Linked DNA regions of Pan troglodytes: region 1 is linked to region 2. Evidence: chromatin contacts called from public HiChIP or PLAC-seq data. All regions are on one chromosome and are shown on one strand. The core of a region is the stretch at or near the end of the contact, and the rest is flanking DNA. Distances in the headings are between cores, read along the strand shown. Region 1 holds the start of NCK1 (NCK adaptor protein 1). Region 2 holds the start of STAG1 (STAG1 cohesin complex component).

Region 1 (5,554 bases), core at 2,985-5,484, 110 kb before region 2:
GCATGCCTGTAGTCCCAGCTACTAGGGAGGCTGAGGCAGGAGAATCGCTTGAACCCGGGAGGCAGAGGTTACAGTGAGCCAAGATCGCACCATTGCACTCCAGCCTGGGCAGCAGAGCGAGACTCTGTCTCAAAAAAAAAAAAGAAAGAAAGAAAGAAAAAGGAATGATACGAAGGTACAAAAATACAAAGAGTAAATAAGAATTAGAGATTGGTTTGGTTAGAGTGGACAGCTCCTATAAAGAAATAGTGCTGGCACTGATTAAAAAAAAAGAAAGAAATAGTGCTGGCCCCAGAAAAACAGGTTTGAGCAGGCTGTTATTAGGCTATGAATTCTGAACTATACTCTGAAGATAACAGAGAGTTATCACTGGTTTCCAAAAAGTGAAGGATGTGTTTGAAGCATAATTCTAAGATTTACGAAGACATACTAAGTAGAGAGAAAAATCAAGCAAAAAAACCCAATTAAAGGCTAGTGAGTAGTTCAAAGATAAAAATGGCTGGCAAAAATCAGCCAATATTGTTACGTGCATAGAGATAAAACCAAAGTTTGTGTCTGGGTAATTGAAAGCATGGTAATGTCACCAAAACAAAGTCAGCATATGGAATCAGTTTTGAAGGGAAGACTATAAATTCTATCTTCATTAGAGTTTAAGGTGAGGATCAGCCAGACATAAAGTTTCCTTAAATCTTTAAATGTCATATTTAGCCTTGTTGTCTTCCTAACATCACAGTATTTATAGAGAATTTGTTAACTGCTCAGTGATTTCAAAAGTTCCCTTCAATTTTACTTATTAATGAAATAATCATTTAATTTTCTAGTGCAGATAAAGAACATTTGGTATTTTTCTATATTATAAAGGTAAATTCTAAAAATTATTAAACCATGATTTTAAAAATGAACTGTATCTGTATTCATTAAGTCAAGTCTTCCTGACAAGTGATTTATAATAATCACATCAAATATACCTTCAGCTTTGAAAAACACATGGTGAAAAAGTAAAATAAGACAAAGTAAAAGTACAAAGCAATGAAAATGTAAAACTCTAGAAAATTTTTGAAAAATGAATATAGGCCAGGCACGGTGGCGCACACCTGTAATCTCAGCACTTTGGGAGGCGGAGGTGGGCGGATTGCTTGAGGTCAGGAGTTCGAGACCAGCCTTGCCAACATGGTGAAACTCCGTCTCTACTAAAAATACAGGCCAGGCGTGGTGGCTCATGCCTGTAATCCCAGCACTTTGGGAGGCCGAGGCAGGTGGATCACGAGGTCAGGAGTTCAAGATCAGCCTGGCCAAGATGGTGAAACCCTGCCTCTACTAAAAATACAAAAATTAGTCAGGCGTGGTGGCAGGCGCCTGTAATCCCAGCTACTGGGGAGGCTGAGGCAGAGAATTGCTTGAACCCGGCAGGCAGAGGTTGCAGTGAGCCAAGATCCCGCCACTGCACTCCAGCCTGGGCAACAGAGTGAGACTCCGTCTCAAAAAAAAAAAAAACAGAAGAAAAAGAAAAAAATATATATATACAAAAAAATTAGCTGGGCATGGTGGCACACACCTGTAGTCCCAGCTACTTGGGAGGCTGAGGCACAAGAATCGATTGAACCCGGGAGGCAGAGGTTGCAGTGAGCCAAGATCGTGCCACTGCACTCCAGCCTGGGCAACAGAGACTCTGTCTCAAAAAAAAAAAAAAAAAAGAAAAGAAAAAAACCCAGAACCATGAAGTATCACTAAATATCTCTTTTCTTTATTATTTTCCTTTTTAAATTTTTTTATATTTTCTTAATTTAGAGACAGGGTCTCATTACATTGCTTAGGCTGATCTCAAACTCCTGGCCTCCAGCTATCCTCCCGCCTTGGCCTCCCAAGTGCTGGGATTACAGGCTTGAACTACCCCGCCTGGTCTCCCTCAGTATCTAACAAAACATTACACATAGGTTTTTTTTGTTTGTTTCTGTTTGTTTGTTTTTTTTTTTTTTGTGACGGAATCTTGCTCTGTTGCCAGGCTGGAGTGCAGTGGCGATCTTGGCTCACTGCAACCTCCGACTCCCGGGTTCATGCAATTCTCCTGCCTCAGACTCCCGAGTAGCTGGGATTACAGGTGCGTGCCACCACGCCCGGTTAATTTTTGTATTTTCAGTAGAGACGGGGTTTCACCGTGTTGGCCAGGCTGGTCTCGATCTCCTGACCTCGTGATCCGCCTGCCTCGGCCTCCCAAAGTGCTGGGATTACAGGCGTGAGCCACCGAGCCCGGCCAACATTACACGTAGGTTTCAAATTTTATTTAGATGTACCTGAAAGCACTGCAGAAACCTGGACAAAAGATAATGCCTAGAAAAATAAATACACATTTTATTTATTTATTTTTTTGAGACGGAGTCTCGCTCTGTCGCCCAGGCTGGAGTGCAGTGCCGCGATCTCGGCTCACTGCAAGCTCCGCCTCCCGGGTTCACGCCATTCTCCTGCCTCAGCCTCCCGAGTAGCTGGGACTATAGGCGCCCGCCACCACGCCCGGCTACTTTTTTGTATTTTTAGTAGAGACGGGGTTTCACCGTGTCTGCTAGGGTGGTTTCAATCTCCTGACCTCGTGATCCGCCCGCCTCAGCCTCCCAAAGTGCTGGGATTACAGGCTTGAGCTACCCCGCCTGATCTCCCTCAGTATCGAACAAAACATTACACGTAGGTCTCAAATTTTATTTAGATGGACCTGAAAGCACTGTCAAAACCTGGACAAAAGATAATGCCTAGAAAAATAAGTACACATTTTAAAATTTAATACATGAGCCAACAGCTGAGTAGATGTGAACACTCTGCAAACTATGTTTATGGATATTACAGCCAATTTCCACAGATCACAATTTTCCCAAAGAAGTCTCAGAGTTTGTGGTCAAGATGAAAAGAAAGTACCATTTATCAACCAGTGCATATTACTATCAAGTTGTGAATGGGATGCCTATTTAAGAATATCACAGACTCCACCCCTCACAAGAAAATAAAGTGTTTTAAAAAGAAAAGAACGAATATTATTGACAATTACCAAACAAAACTTTCTTCTTAGGTTATTTCTCCGTTTACTGTGTGACCTCGCTGAAGGCTGAGAGTCTAGGCACACTGGTTTCCAGGTGCTGAAGAAATCGTTATAGTTGGTTTGTCATACGTCTATCAAAGTAAAATTTTAAAAATGAGTACCTTTTGGCAACACCCGTTTTGGGGGGACATTGAGCTGCTTTGCTCCCTACCCAAAGAGGAGTTAGGCAATTCTCTTTAACGTAATTCTTTCCTAATTTCTAGGGCTTCTTACCTAATCTAACGTGCATAATTATTTTCAGGTGACTCCGGGTCCATCAGTTTGACACCGAGAGCGTTTCTACGGTTACGTCCTCAGCCCTGAACAAAACCCAGCTTCCTGAGCTTCTAACGGCGAATTTAACTTGTATGTTAATACAGAAGAAAGGTTACAAAACCTATCGAAATGGTTTTTTGTTTTACCAAACATATTACAACTCAAGTCAAAAGTTCACAGCCCCAGCAACTCGCGTACGAATCTGAAGCAGGTCCAGACCATTAAAGTCGCAGCCCCAGACTAGAAAACGGCCGGTGGGTGGGGGGAGGGGAGAGGGCGCGTCCCGAAGATGTCCACCCGCAGCACCGCGCAGGCTGACGCCTCCCCTCCTCTCGGGCTGGAGGTGAGAGCGCCCTTCCTCCTACCACGTCCCTACCTTCCCGGCCTCGGATTACGCCACAGCTGGCAAAAGGACTTTTTCATGAGAAAACAGACAAGTCAACCAGCGCGCCGCACACTCGACCTCCCAGGCTCGCACGGGCGGCCGCCCGGGCTCTCAGCCCGACACAGCGCTCCAGGGGCTGACAAGGAGGCCGCGGGGTCACGCTCCCTGGGGCAACGGCCCGAGGGTCTCGCGGAATCCCAGTGCAGAAGTCTGGACCCTCCGAGCAGCCTCCGCGCCCCCTCCGGCTCAGCTCCGAGCCTGCAGACGGCGCCCCCGGGGCTAACTCAGAGCGAGAAGAGGAAGCGACGCAGCGAGTAACAGGCTGTATGGACGGACAGCGGACTGACGGGGGGGGGTGTGTGTCTGCCTGCCAACAAGGCCGTCTCACCTTCCCGCTGCCGAGCCGGGCAGCTCCAGCTCACCTGAGGAGGGCTCCAGGACGCCACTGCGGCCGCCGTGATGGCCGTAACGGCACGAGGCCTGCGCTCCGCCGCCGCCGCGTAGCTCTTGGGAGAGAGGCGGGGCACGCGCGGTGGGCAGGCGGATCCGCGCGGGCAGGAAACCCACTCTGGACCCAATCTGATAGGTTCAGTCGCCCCCTTCCCCGGTCCCTGACGCGACAACGGTCTCTGCCGCACTGGGATTGGGCGGGCCCACATGTCAATCAAGCCCCCTGCGTGATGTGGAGGGAGCGGAGGCTGCGCGGCGGAGAGTAGAGAGCTAGAGGGTGAGAAGCGCTGGGCCGGACCAGAACTGTCTTCGCTTTTCCCTCTGCGGCTGCTCTGGTTGGTTACTTTGAGCCTTCCTCCTCAGCGCCGCAGGAGAGACTTAACAGCAAAAATGACTGTGTCCTGAGTTCAGCCCCCACTGCTCTGGGAGCTTCCCCCTGGTTTCTGCACCTGAAGAATGTCATCCCAGCCGAAGGTTCTTAGGAGCGGGGAGCGACAAAGAAAAACAAAGAAAAGCAGACCTGAAAATTGGGACCTGGGAGAAATGTAAGACATGTGCTTAATTTGAGGCACAGACCAAAAGAAGCTGAGTCTGAGGGCCCTCTAAAAGTGTCCTCGTGCTTGGGCAGCTTACATTCTTGGGGGCAGTAGTGTTATGAAGAGGACCTTCGTAGCCAGGTCTGCCCATTCTTAGGGCTCCAGCCACTGGCTGAGGCATCAGTAAGTTGGTTCTTCCCCTCGCCGGTGCTGCAGGCCCCCTTCCCCGCCCCCGCGCCGTAACCTGCCTCTTTTTTTTTTTTTTTGAAACGAGTTTCGCTCTGTCGCCAGGGTGGAGTGCAGTGGCACGATCTCGGCTCACTGCAACCTCCGCCTCCGGGTTCAAGCGATTCTCCTGCCTCAGCCTCCCGAGTAGCTGGGATTACAGGCATGTACCACCACGCCCAGCTAATTTTTTTGTATTTTTAGCAGTGACGGGGTTTCACCATGTTGGCCAGGATGGTCTCGATCTCTTGACCTCGTGATCCGCCAGCCTCGGCCTCCCAAAGTGCTGGGATTACAGGCGTGAGCCACCACGCCCAGCCGCCTCATCTCTTCTTAACCATCTTTGTGGCACAGTTTAGGGTCGCTCCTCAGGGAAGCTTGCTCAGTTAGGTACCTTCCTTGGAGCACAGGTGTTTTCTCCATCCGATCTATTGAAATGGTTTGCCTGTATGCCTACCTAGATTGTAAACTCCGTTGAATCAGTAACCATGTCTGTTCAGTTTCTCCCTAGGGCCTTGCAGTAGGGTAGATGGTCAGTAAATACTGTTTAAGGCATTAATACTTTTTATTTTAATCCTGGCCCTGGATATCAGCCTCAAAAGTTTGCAGTTTTCTGCA
Region 2 (5,773 bases), core at 855-3,354:
GGAATTATTTTAAGTGTTTGAGCTGCAGCTTTCTGGCAAGTAGCTGAACACGAGGAAACTCAGTTAAGGAAAAATCAAGAACAGACTAATTTTGGGAGACCTAAGAGAAGGCATGTAGTAGAGAACAGATTGAAGAAAGAGGAGGTGCTAGCAAAGAAATCAGAAGACCAGCAAACTAGGTAGGTGTAGATCCGGGGAAGTGTCTTAAAAGAAAGGGAAAAAGGGTTTCAAGTAGGGGATGGGGATTGGTGAAAACCGTAACTGTTTCTTTTGAGAATGTGTCAATGAAAGGAACGTTGATAGCATAGCAACTGGAGGGAGTAACATCACTGAATTAAAAAAAAAAAAGACAACAGAAACTTTTTTTTTTTTGAGACAGAGTCTCACTCTTGTCGCCCAAGCTGGAGTGCAGTGGCGTGATCTCGGCTCACTGCAACCTTCACCTCCCGGGTTCGAGAGATTCTCCTGCCTCAGCCTCCCGAGTAGCTGGCATTACAGGCGCACACCAGCACGCCTGGCTAATGTTTGTATTTTTAGTAGACAGGGTTTCACCATGTTGGCCAGGGTAGTCTCGAACTCCTGACCTCATGTTATCCGCCCGCCTCTGCCTCACAACGTGCTGGGATTACAGGTGTGAGCCACCGCACCCAGCCAAGACAACAGAAACTTCTGAGAAACAGAAAGGAAGAAGACAGTGGATAAGAACATATTTACATTATAAGGCGCTAGGAAAGTAGTGGTGGAAGGAGAAGGTGGGAAGGGATGGCATAGTGTCAGGCAGAGGGAGTGGCTTTGGAGAGAAGGGTTCTGGGTTAATTTGGTTAGAAGTTTTGGGATCACGAACAGGAGGTGGTCACAGATATTTTATAATGGAGGGAAGGTCAAACCGGAATTGGAGTCCCATAGCTCTGAGCCCAGGAAACTGGATGAATTTATCTATTAGTATGGACTGGGACTGGCATCTTTAACAACATGGAAAGCTTGAAACAGTCTTTGTGGAAAATAGGAGATCAGCCAGAGATTAGAAGAAAGCGCAAGAAAATTATAAGTAGGAGTCCAGTCACGAATTCATATCCAATCTGGTCAGTTATGACTTTCTCCAGCGAAAAGCCACACATCTTGCAAATCCTTGAGAGAGAAAACACAAATAGGGGTAACCTACTGGAGACAGGCCCTTAAGACTATAAAGTAGTTGAGCGATTCCATACTGAAATAGACTTGGCTATAGCGATAGAGAAGTTAGTCATATCGGGGCTAATGATCCAGGAGAGTAAGGATTCACTTTTGTGGTGAAAAGTTGTAAGCAGGTGAAAGGTAGGGATCCATGGCCACGGACGGGCAGGTGGAGATCAGGGAAGAGGCGACGTTCAACATAAATAGTTTGTTAATGATTTCACCTTACTGATTATTTCTCTTTTGGCATCTAGAAGGCTAAGATTCTCATGTGTATTTCAGAGCTACTGAAAGTAGTCCTAGGTTGTGGAGGGAGAAATCCAATTTCACAGCTGAGTCTATCTTCTCAGTCTAGTTATATTCTCTTCTCACAAACTAGCCAATGCTGCCGCCTTATGCAAAGCCGACACCACGGAAAGATGTGCTTTACAGAGGCAGGATGACGCCAATCGGCCTAGGGCCGGCGGTGTTTCGTCTAGATTAATGGCGAGGGAAGTCCCCAATAGTCCCTTTGAAACCTTTTCACTCTTGCCTGGTGAAAGCGCTTGTCAACCGTAAATCGCGAATACAATGCTAAGCTCTGAGGCCCTTGCTAAATCCAAGTGGGAGCAGGGATCTGCGCGGCCTCACCCTCGGGTTTCCGCAGGGCGTCTCGAGAGTTGCGGATGGGGGCAGCAGGAGCCGGGCGGGAACAGAGGAAAGCGCCGGCCCTGAGACCTAGGGAGGAGCCTCGGTGAAGGAACCCGGAGCGGGTTCCTGCCTAGCTCTCCAAGAAGCTCCAAAAATGGCGGGCGGCAACTCGGCGAGCCGGACGCGCAGGCGCCACCGTGGCCGTCCTTCCGCCAGCCTCGGGCGGCCCAAGAACCGTCCACAGCGCCCTTATCCAGAAGCCTACGCCGCTCGCGATTGGCTGAACTGCGCGAGCGCTCCGTGTGGGGGCGGGGCCGCCACGCAGCGGCCACGTTTCCCGCCCCGCTGGTGCGCGTGCGCGCAATCCCCACTGGAAAGCGTTTGCGCGCGCCCCTGCCGCGGCCCCTAGCTCGCGCCTCAGCTCCCTCCCCTTTCCGGGCAGGCCCGTCCCGTCAGCAAGGCAGTGAGCACCGCGGCCAGCAGAGGGCGGTCCGGACCCAAGTCTGCAGCGGCGCCATTGGCGTGTGGAAAATGCCACCAGATGGCGGGTTAGGATTGCAGCTCCGTTGAAGGCGCGGCCCCCGCTCCCGAACCCCCGGCGACCACCCCGTAACAACCCCCCCACATCGGGAATAACACACCGGAGACTTTTGGGGGGAAACTAGGTCGATGGTCGGCGGCGCCCGGATGGGCAGCTGAGGTGAGTGCGGGCGGCGGCGACGGCGGCGGGGGGCGGGAAAGAGGGGGAATGCGGCGGCAGCGGCGCGGGGGCTGGAAGCGCCGATCCAAGATGGAGGCCGGGCGAGAGCGAGAGAGCGCGAGCGGCGAGCGGGCGGGCCGGGCGCGGGCCCCGTGCGGGGGAGGGAGGCCGCGCGGGCCTGTGCGGGGTGCGGCGGTCGTGGGCCGTCCGAGTGCCCGGAGAGACGTCTGTGGGCGCGGTGGGCACCCCAGCGTCTTCGTCGCTTGCCACCCCTCCCGCGGGCACCAAAAATTTTGCCCCCGCCCGCCCGGGCACTACGGCGACAGGCGCGGAAGCCTTTGTGGCGCGCTCGGGCCCGCCGCCAAGCCCGCCCTCCGCCCCCCCCGCCCGGGCTCTCGGGAGTCGCCCGCGCCCAGCGGGGCCGGGCCGACGCGGGCTGGCGCGAATGCCTTCCGCCGCCCGCCGACCTGCGTTTCTGCGGTGTTTTAGCGGCGGCGGCGTCACATGACAACGAGTTCATTTCAGCGGAGGGGCCTGGGGGGTCGCTCGGCGGGGCGGCTGGCCCAGGCTTCTTGTTGGCGGGGTGGGGCAGGGGGGTGGCGGCTGGGGGAGATGGGGCATCAATGCTGGGCTTTCCAGCTATCTGCCCTCTCAGCCCCCGACGGGGGCCTCCTTGTGAAACGTGTCCAGGCCTAAGCACTGCCCCGCTAGTTTGCCAGTCCCCTGAGAGACGAGGCCAATAAAAGTTGTTTTCCCTCCTTTCTCGAGGTGGGGGCGGGGTGGGAAACTAGAGTGCTTGGAGTTGGACCTGAGCCTCGTTTGCAGGGTCCGAACTGGGTGCTTCTTGTATGGTATGGGTACTAAGAAATTTTCAGGTTTTAGGATTGTCACGTCACCCCCATCTACCCACATTTCAAATGTTATCTATCGATTCTCTTCACATTGCAGGGAATCGTGCTCCGGGAGTTTAAGTCATGGGATAGTTTTGGACACTTACAGACAAAAAAAAAAAAAAAAAAAAAAAACGCAATTTGTGATAAAAAAAATTATTTGCTGTTAAAGTTGGTGTTAAGATGGATAGAGTTTATTCTCGTGATTCTGACTAGAAAGACTTGCATCTTCGCAAAAATAGTGTTTACTCGAGAAAGTATCTGAATTGGCACAAAGTTGTGTGATTTGTAACTTACGTGGAATTTGAATGACTCTACATTTTAGTTTTCCTCGTGTTTTAAGAAAATTGCACATTCCGATGGTGAAGCACTTAGGGAAATATACAGAACAGCGAAAATAAAAATAACTTGTTTATTGTATGGTAATGTAACGTACCTTGTTCTAATATTCATAATGTATGAGGAATTCAGACTGAAAAATTTTAACCAAGTAGGGAAATATGGAATGGAAAGAAGCAGAAATGTTTTTTCCTTGCTTTTGATGATTAAGAATACTTATAAGACAAATTGTTACCCAAATAAAGTTGTAGAAGATCTACAGGTGTTTTGCCACGCCATTTTCCTTTACATATTTAAAACGTACTTCGAGTAAACTAAATTAATTCAAGTGATCTACCAGTGGTCATTTTCACAAACGAACTGCTTTTGAGTGGAAATTTTTCTGTATCCACTTCAGTTTCGATGTTCTGATAAGGCTAAGGAATATTTAAATAGATGCAAAATATGGAAGTTTGTTGTGTTACTAGGATTGCCTCCTTTGAAGAGACTAATAAAATGACTGTAGATTTGATTGGTTCTTTTAAAGCCTTAAAGGCACTATGGTGTAGGGGAGAAGGAGTGGGTCCTGGACCGAAGTTACTTTGAACGTCCCCTGGGTTTGTGGTGTTCAGGGTGTTACCTTTGAGCCTTACTTTCTTTATCTCTAAAAATGGGGAGCTGGGCCCAGTGGTGCACTCCTGTAGTTCCAGCTACTCTGTAGTGAGGCAGGAGGAACCCTTAAACCCAGGAGTTTGAGGCCTACCTGGGCAACATACAAGACTCCATCTCTTTAAAAAAATAAAATAAAATGGGGATAGTATCTTATGGTGATTGTGTAACAAGATGTCTGTGAAAAACACACATTTAATTGCTGTAACTTAAAATTTACAGAATTTTGTACAGTTTTAATCTTTTTTTCCTTGATTCTGACTCTGTGTATGTTCATAATCTCAGTGCTGTGAGAAGAAATAATGTACTCTGGGAAAGATAACGTTCTTGTTTCCCCTTTTATTTGTTGTTTTGTCCTGTATCTTTATATCTTTATTTAGGGGGGTATATTAGTTTCTTTCTTTCTTTTTTTAATGCATAACAAATTTCACACTTAACAGATTAACAATTATTTCAGCTTCCATAGGTCAGAAGTTTGGGGAGGTATAGCTGAGCATCTCAGGCTAAAATCAGGGTGTCAGCTGTGGTTGCAGTGCATATCTGAGGCTTAGAGTTGTTTTTCTTTTTTTTTTTGAGATGGAGTCTCATTCTGTCACCAGGCTGGAGTGCAGTGGTGCGATCTCGGCTCACTGCAACCTCCGCCTCCCGGGTTCAAGCGATTCTCCTGCCTCAGCCTCGCAAGTAGCTGGGTCTACAAGTGCGTGCCGCCATGCCCACCTAATTTTTATATTTTTAGTAGAGACGGGGTTTCACCACGTTGGCCAGGATGGTCTCCATCTCTTCACCTCGTGATCTGCCCACCTCAGCCTCCCAAAATGCTGGGATTACAGTTGTGAGCCACTGTGCCCGGCCAGAGTTGTCTTTCAAGGTCACTACTTGTTGGCACAATTAATTTCCTTGTGATAGTGTGACTGAAGTCCCCATCTTCTTGTTAGCTGTTGGCCAAGGACTGCTCTCAGATCCTTGCCGTGTGGCCACATAGTTCACAACATGGCTGTTAGCTTTTATCCATGCTAGCAGGAGTCAGTCTGCCTATTTCCTGTGTGTCTGACCTCTGACTCCCCCCTTTAAGGTCTTTTTTAAAAGCTCACCAGCTAAACTCTGAGGCCCTTGTGGTAAACTTAACTGATTAAGGGCCTTAATTACATATGCAAACATATATTTTGTCGTATAACATAATCACCGTAATGATATCCCGTTATATCTACAGGTCTCTCCCACACTCAAGGGGAGGGCATGATACAAGGGTGTGGGTTAGTGGAGGCTCTGAAGAATTTTGCCTGCCGTAGGAAAAGAAGTATCTTCACATTTACCTCTTCAGATTCCGGACATACAAGGAGAGGACCTAGGCAGTGCAGTAACCCCACTTGATCAGCTTACTCTTCCTTATATT

What was found. HiChIP or PLAC-seq counts read pairs in DNA pulled down with a chosen protein or histone mark.
Region 1: an H3K4me3 HiChIP or PLAC-seq map of stem cell-derived excitatory neurons shows a contact between it and region 2, with 2.3 times the contacts expected there. The contact joins the promoter of NCK1 here to the promoter of STAG1 in region 2. A contact is called at or near these places in 1 of 7 Hi-C or Micro-C datasets (stem cell-derived neural progenitor cells) and 1 of 1 datasets of contacts at active chromatin or transcription factors (stem cell-derived excitatory neurons).

Annotation. Positions count from the first base shown.
Region 1 is chr2:140,089,639-140,095,192 of NHGRI_mPanTro3-v2.0_pri, reverse strand. NCK1 (NCK adaptor protein 1) reads right to left here and starts at 4,234. Exons shown (of 4, transcript NM_001246580.1): 1 at 4,114-4,234.
Region 2 is chr2:139,980,181-139,985,953 of NHGRI_mPanTro3-v2.0_pri, reverse strand. STAG1 (STAG1 cohesin complex component) reads left to right here and starts at 2,104. Exons shown (of 33, transcript XM_016942001.4): 1 at 2,104-2,503.